Linked DNA regions of Sus scrofa: region 1 is linked to region 2. The links are chromatin contacts, called in public promoter capture Hi-C maps. All regions are on one chromosome and are shown on one strand. The core of a region is the stretch at or near the end of the contact, and the rest is flanking DNA. Distances in the headings are between cores, read along the strand shown.

What was found. Promoter capture Hi-C pulls out the DNA fragments that hold promoters and counts their contacts.
Region 1: a promoter capture Hi-C map of liver shows a contact between it and region 2, with 4 times the contacts expected there. The contact joins the promoter of HABP4 here to the promoter of AAED1 in region 2. A contact is called at or near these places in 1 of 5 promoter capture datasets (liver) and 1 of 2 datasets of contacts at active chromatin or transcription factors (skeletal muscle).

Annotation. Positions count from the first base shown.
Region 1 is chr10:25,634,579-25,638,376 of Sscrofa11.1, reverse strand. It overlaps HABP4 (hyaluronan binding protein 4), which reads left to right and starts at 2,377. Exons shown (of 8, transcript NM_001244681.1): 1 at 2,377-2,831. The coding sequence starts at 2,468.
Region 2 is chr10:25,426,427-25,429,740 of Sscrofa11.1, reverse strand. AAED1 (thioredoxin-like protein AAED1) reads right to left here and starts at 1,610. Exons shown (of 6, transcript XM_003130856.4): 1 at 1,336-1,610; 2 at 804-872. The coding sequence starts at 1,533.

The sequences.
Region 1 (3,798 bases), core at 1,128-3,627, 210 kb before region 2:
AAAAAAAAAAAGCAAAAAAAATGTGGCAAAACACACATAAATTACTATTTTAACAATTTGACAATTCAGTGGTCTTATCACATTCACATTTTGTGCAACCATCACCACTATTTAGTTCCAGAAAATGTTTATCACTCTAAGGCATCCTCGTGCCCATAAAGCAGTCACTCCTCATTCCCTTTCTTCTGAACCCCTGGGCAACCACTAATCTGCTTTCTGTCTCTACAGATTTGTCGATTCTGGACATTTCATATAAATAGAAGCATATTTGACCTTTTGTGTCTGGCTTCTTCCACTTAGCATAAGGATTTCAAGGTTCATCTGTGCTATAACAAGTATCAGTACTTCATTCCCGTTTTTTGGCCAAATATCTTTTTGTCTTTTTTTTTTTTTTTTTTTTTTTTTTTTTAGGGCTTCACCCTTGGCATATGGAAGTTCCCAGGCTAGGGACTGGACCAGAGCTACAGCTGCCAGCCTATGCCACAGCTACAGCAATGCCAGATCTGAGCTTCATCTGAAAACTACACTGCAGCTTGTGGAATTTTGGGATCCTTAACTCACTCAGCAAAGCCAGGAATGGATACTAGCTGGAATCTTTTTTTTTTTTTTTTTTTTTGCTTTTTAGGGCTGCACCTGCAGCATACGGGAGTTCCCAGGCTAGGGGTCGAATCAGAGCTGCTGCCAGCCTACACTACAGCCGAAACAATGTACGATCCGAGCCATGTCTGCGACCTACACCATAACTCATGGCAACGCCAGATCCTAATCCACTGAACCAAGCCAGGGATACTAACTAGTCAGGTTATTAACTTACCAAGCCACAACTGGAACTCCTCTAGTTGGGTTCTTAACCTGCTGAGCCACAAGAGGCACTCTTTTTGGCCAAATATTAATCTATTGCACCATATTTTGTTTATTCATTCATCAGTTGATATACTTTGTTTGTTTCTACATTTTAGCTATTGTGAGTAGTGCAACTATGAAGATCAGTTACAAGTTTTTGTTTGAACACCTGCTCCTCTTTTAGATTAAAAAAAAAAAATAGGCTTTTAATCATAAACCTCCACTGACTCCAAGAAGGAGAAGACCAGCTACCTTAAAATCTTCAGTCATTCAACAAATATTTCCTGAGAACCTACTGTACAGCTACCTAGAATGCTAAGCACTGGGGATATAAGTTGCAATGAATACGACAGACATCATCCCTGTCCTACTCCTTGTGAATGACAGAAAATTGAATAAGTGAGTAAAACACAGACCTGGCAGCAGTTTTAGGATTAAGAGTTCTTTTTCCATTTGCTATTAAAGGACAGCAAAAGCTGGTAATGACCCACCTAAGCAAGATGCTGTAGCAGAATGCTTTTGGATACAAGAAACAAGTATAACGAAGACTAGTTTAAACAATAATGGCATTTGCTGTCTTACAGAATAAGTCTGAGGCAGGTAGATTCCGGACCGTGGTTAAGTCAGCAGCAGCACATCATCAAGGAACAAGGTTTTCTCCATCATTCTGCTCTGCCACCCTCACTGTCACAATAAGGGCCAGCAACTCCAAGCATCATGTCCCCCTCACATAACATGGACCAAAAAACAGAAGTGGAAAGATGACAGATCCCTTCCCAACCCTTTTTAGGTACCAGAAAAATGTTCCTCCAAGAAATCCTCCGGAAGACTCACCCACGGTTTGTTCTGCCAGATTTGCACCACATGCCTATACCTCACCAGTCAGGCCCTCCCCTAACTCTGCAAACTGGTTCACTGAGTTTGAATGGGTTGTGCTTCACCCCAGCTCAAGATTCCAGGACTTGCCTTTGCTCCTGGCCCTTGTCATCCTTCAGATCTCAGCTTAACCATCATTTCCCAGGGAAAGTCTTTTCAGGCTTCTTAATTAGGTCAGGTCCCTTTGCTATAGGATCATAGAGAAGTATGGGCCTTTCTTTTAGAGCACTTTTCTGCCTATAGACTGTAAGATCCACGAAAACAAGGAGCTAATATCTCCTACAACATAATGTCTGGCACATATAGTGTCCACTGTGTAGTTGTTGAATGGCTCAACCAATATATAAACTTCAAAGAAGAGTGGCCGATGATGAATTCAGGGAGAACGCAAATAATGGCTAGGATCCACCCTCATAGCCCAGCTGCCTAGCTCCGCCCCTTGGGCCCCACCCCTCCCTGCCGAGTCGTGGGGCGGGGCATAGAGGTCGCATGACGTGACAGCAGCCAGTCGCTGATTGGGTTTCCAGTCGTGCCGGCTAGGAAAGGGGGCGTGTCCGCGTGCGCTGATTGGCTGTCTGGTAGCGGCTGGGCGGGCGGCGGCGGCGGCGCGGGGGCGGGCGCTGGGAGGGACGGGACTGGGCAGGGCAGGGAGGGCAGTAGCTGCGGGTAGGATGGGTCCTCGCCGCCGGCTTCGTTGAGACTTGCTCGCGTGGGCTGCCCTCGGCGGGCCCGCAGTGGCCGCGGCGGCATGAAGGGCGCTCTGGGGAGTCCTGTGGCCGCGGCCGCCGCAGGCGCCGTGATGCAGGAGAGTTTCGGCTGCGTAGTGGCCAACCGCTTCCACCAGCTGCTGGACGACGAGTCAGACCCGTTCGACATCCTGCGCGAGGCCGAGCGCCGGCGCCAGCAGCAGCTGCAGCGCAAGAGGCGCGACGAGGCGGCGGCGGCGGTGGCAGCGGGGACCGGCAACCGCGGTGGCAGGAGCCCGGCTGGGGCTTCGGGCCACAGACCCGGCGCGGGCGGCGGCCGGAGGGAGTCCCAGAAGGAGCGCAAGAGCCTCCCGGCCCCCGGCGCACAGCAGCCGGACAGCCCCGGGGGCGGCCCGCAGCCGCCTGGTACGTGCGCCCCGCCCGGCACCTGGGCGGCCCGTGGTGGGCGCGGTGGGCAGGAGGGAAAGGAGAATGGGGTCAAGGAGGTCACCCTTCCTCAGCTCCCTCACGATCCCCCGCTGCGAGACTGGGGTCCCTGGAACCTGTTCAGAAAGAGCAAGGGGCTCTGGAAAGAGTTGGCTGGAGTTGAGGGTCCTTGTGGCCCAGGAAGGTGGGGGAAAGGACGGGAATCGGGGGTGTCACGCCACTTCTGGCCTTTTTTAGTCCCTTCTGGGGGCAAGGGAGAGTGCAAGCTTGGAATAGGGGGTTTCAAAACCCTGCGGCTGAGCCTTTACAAGTTGGCCAAAGTTGAGGACTATTTCTGGGGTTGAGGTGTAGGGGCGAACACTGGGGTCGCTGCCCTGGGGCTCTCAAATATAGAACTAGCCGGGACCTTCTCCATCCTCCAGCCTAACCTCTGCAAGATTCTCATCGGGAGGTAGAAAGAAAAGGGTGGTGGGAAGGGGAGAGGAGCGCCCCTCTTAAGGAGGATGGAGAAGGGCGCAACCCGGCCCTTTGGGAGTGGCTGCGAGAGCCCGGGACGTGTGAAGGATCTCCGGGGTGAGGGGCTGGATCCTCTGTGATGGAGGGAAGGCCCGAGTGACCGCGGGGGCGGGCTGTGACGTCAGGGCCGCCAGCGGAATGCGGCGGGGGTGGCCGCGGGGTCCCCGGCGCCTTCCAAGTTCTGTGCCTTCACCCATCCTTCTTAGGATAGCTTCCAGCAGTCGTCCGGTACGTTTTCAAGGCAGCAAGCAGTGTTGATGGGTTGTGTAACTTGTGATTAACTCTGACTGCCTTAAGAAGAGCGTTTTTAATTTTTTCAACACGAATATTCAAAGTTCCCCACAACCTGCTTAGCCAGAACGGCCAGTGCAATGGTATACTACTGTCTGCATTCAGGGATGGTGGGTGCCCAAGTGTCCTTTCTCACCTG
Region 2 (3,314 bases), core at 361-2,860:
AAAAAAAAAACCCTCATCTGGGGACAAATTTTTATATGCCTGAAGAAATACACATGCGTGTGGTTGTCATAGGGATGTGGAATGTGCATTCCATTAACAATACAAAAGTTTACCTTTAAGATATACTAGTATTTTCCTATAATGAACAATTATTTGGAGTGTTTTTTTTGTTTGTTTGTTTTTTTTTGTCTTTTTGCTATTTCTTTGGGCCGCTCCCGCGGCATATGGAGGTTCCCAGGCTAGGGGTCCAATCGGAGCTGGAGCCACTGGCCTACGCCAGAGCCACAGCAACGTGGGATCTGAGCCCCGTCTGCAACCTACACCACAGCTCACGGCAACGCCAGATCGTTAACCCACTGAGCAAGGGCAGGGACCGAACCCGCAACCTCATGGTTCCTAGTCGGATTTGTTAACCACTGCGCCACGACAGGAACTCCCCTGGAGTGTTATTTATTGCAAAAATAAAGGGAAGGAAACAGCAATAATTTCTAACATTTGGTTTTGGTCATCAATCAACTTTTAAGAACAGCAAGTTATTAAATAACATCAAAAGTATTATTATGGATAATATGTTTATAATCAGGCAGGAATGAAACGGCCCGAAACAGATTTCTAACGCGTCTGACCCCCTTTTAGAGGCGTTGGAGAGATGTGTGGAATGGCAATAGTCTGGGTTTGTGTCTGCGAAGGAGAGGAGGCGCGTTCCTCTCACCTCATCCCATTGCAGTCCTCATAAATGACAGATGACTTTCGCAAGGCTGCCCTGAAGCGGGCACGCGGCTGTTCAAGCTTAGGAAACTTACTTGTAAGAAACTCTTGGGGATTTTGGCCAGATCTTCTACGTATTCCTTGCAGATGTAACACAGGAAATGCTGAAATCCCAACATGGGCAAAAAAGGACAAGTTAGCAACTAACAACTTCAGAATCCACAAAGGACCAAGTACTTTATTGTGCGTGACACTACTTCACGCAACACCCATGCAGGTAGAAAAAGATGTCAGAGGAAAAAAAAAAAAAAGTCTGAAGCGCCCGAAAGTGCACTGAAATTAGGCCGCACCCGGTCCCTGCTAGGCCTCCTCGCTTGCTGAGAAAATGGCCTTGGCTTGGCGGGCTGCTTTTCTATTCCCGTTCAAGGAAGCAAGAGGAGCAGTTCGCATTCCAGAAGCCTCTAGTGGATGATCACGGGAAGGGCCAGGCCCAGCAGTCTCCCCTCTCGGGCCCCGGACCCTTTGAGGGACCCGATGGACTTCCCCTAGCTGGGGCCGTGGAAGCAACCTCCGTCCCAGCCTGCGGGCGAGGTCCCAGCTCCGGGTTGTCTCGCCGCCCGCGCTCACCCGCACAAAGACCACGACAGCCCGTCGCTCTCGGAACAGCGAGCCGAACAGCACCCGCCTCCCGGAGGCGTCCAGCACGGGCATCTCGGCCACGGTGGCGGCCAGGGGCTGCCCACTCTCGGGGCCGCTTGGAATTGAGGCTGGAGCGGCGCGACCGCTGACTTGCCGCGTGACCGGAGCCACGAATGGCGAAGCCATCGTGCCCAGGAACTACCCGCCCGTAGGTCGCACCGGCTGGGGACAGTCTGTGAGCGGGATTGCAGCCAAACTAGGAGCAAGGGGCGGGGCACGGGGCAGGGGGCGGGGCACGGGGCAGGGGGCGGGGTGCATAGGCAGGGCGGGGCGGAACACTGCGCAGGGGCGGGGCACTGGGCAGGGGCGGAGCTGCGTCTGGTCCAGACCCGCCGCGGGGGACGAGTGTGGCACCTTGCCGGTGAGTCTCGGCTTGTACGCAGCTCAGGCGGTCGAGATGTTGCGGGAAAGTAGAGACCCGCTCTCGCGTTTTCTGACTCAGCCAACTCTTGGTAAGAAGAGAGAAAGAGGAGGGTCTGAGCCCAGAAGGGAAGAAAGCAGCTCACTCCGTAGCTGCATCAGCCGAAGTTAGTTTTTATCTGTTCAAGACAGCTAGTGCCCAAGGACATGCCGTGATGGGATAGATTTTTTTCCATCTAGTACGTTTTTAACCCTCTCCTTTTTCAGCTCTCTTACTTTTTTTTTTTAAGATATTATTACCATACGGTGTCGTGCAGATCTTAAGGGTGGAATTATTTTTTTTTATTTTTTATTTTTTTTGCTTTTTGTCTTTTCTAGGGCTGCACCCGTGGCATATGGAGATTCCCAGGCCAGGGGTCTAATTGGAGCTGCAGCTGCCGGCCTACGCCACAGCCACAGCAACGCAGGATCCGAGCGGTGTCTGTGACCTACACCACAGCTCACGGCAACACCAGATCCTTAACCCACTGAGCGAGGCCAGGGATCGAACCCTCAACCTCATGATTCCCAGTTGAATTCGTTAACCACTGAGCCACGACGGGAACTCCCACATTTTTTAAATTAAATTTTTAAATTTAATAATTTGCCAACATTTTATCATGGAAAATTTTAAACCTGCCCAAAAAGGTGAAAGATTTTTCCAGTGAACACTCTTATATCCACTACCTAGATTCTACTGTTAACATTTTACTCTATCACAACCTATGCATCAATCCGATTAGGTGAGTTTTACCTTATTATCCATCTGTTATCCACAACCCTATAAAAATATGGAACATTGCTGTCGCTTGAAAAAATTCCCCCGGCTCTATTTCTTAAGAGCTGATATAATAAACCTATTTATAAATGTTTTAGGCATTTCAGGAGTCCATGCCCTTTTTTCAGACTTGTTTTGCTATAGCTATTTACCAGGCCCCTCAAATGAGATGTGCCTCTGTGTGTGTGTGTGTGTGTGTGTGTGTGTGTGTGTGTATGTAAATGGTGGATTGTGAGGGATGAAGAAAATGGAATTAAATGGCTTGGAGTTCCCAAGTGGTGCAGTGGGTTGAGGATCTGGCACTGTCACTGCTGTGGCTTCTGGTGTCGCTGCTGTGCTTCTGTTTGATCCTTGGCTAGGGGAACTTTCATATTCTGTGGGCTGCCAAGAAAGAAAAAGAAAAAGACTTGGCTTCAGTTTTGTAGAAACCTATGGTCAATGCATACCACCTAGTCTTTTAAGCATGTTTCTGTTCTACTTAATTTCTCCTGGGGCAGGCTGTGGACAAGCAGGCATAGGTAAACTTAGGAATTTCTGCAGCCTCTGTGAAACTCAGCTGGTCCTGGATTCGGTGGTTGGTCTTGCACTGGGGTTTCTCATAGATAGTGACCATGTGTCTAAGATTTCCAGGGCAGAACATGATCAACATTTAGGTTCTGTGTCTACAAGTTCTTTCAACCTTATATCTGGATTTCTTTTTTTTTTTTTTTTTTTTTTTTTTTTTTTTTTT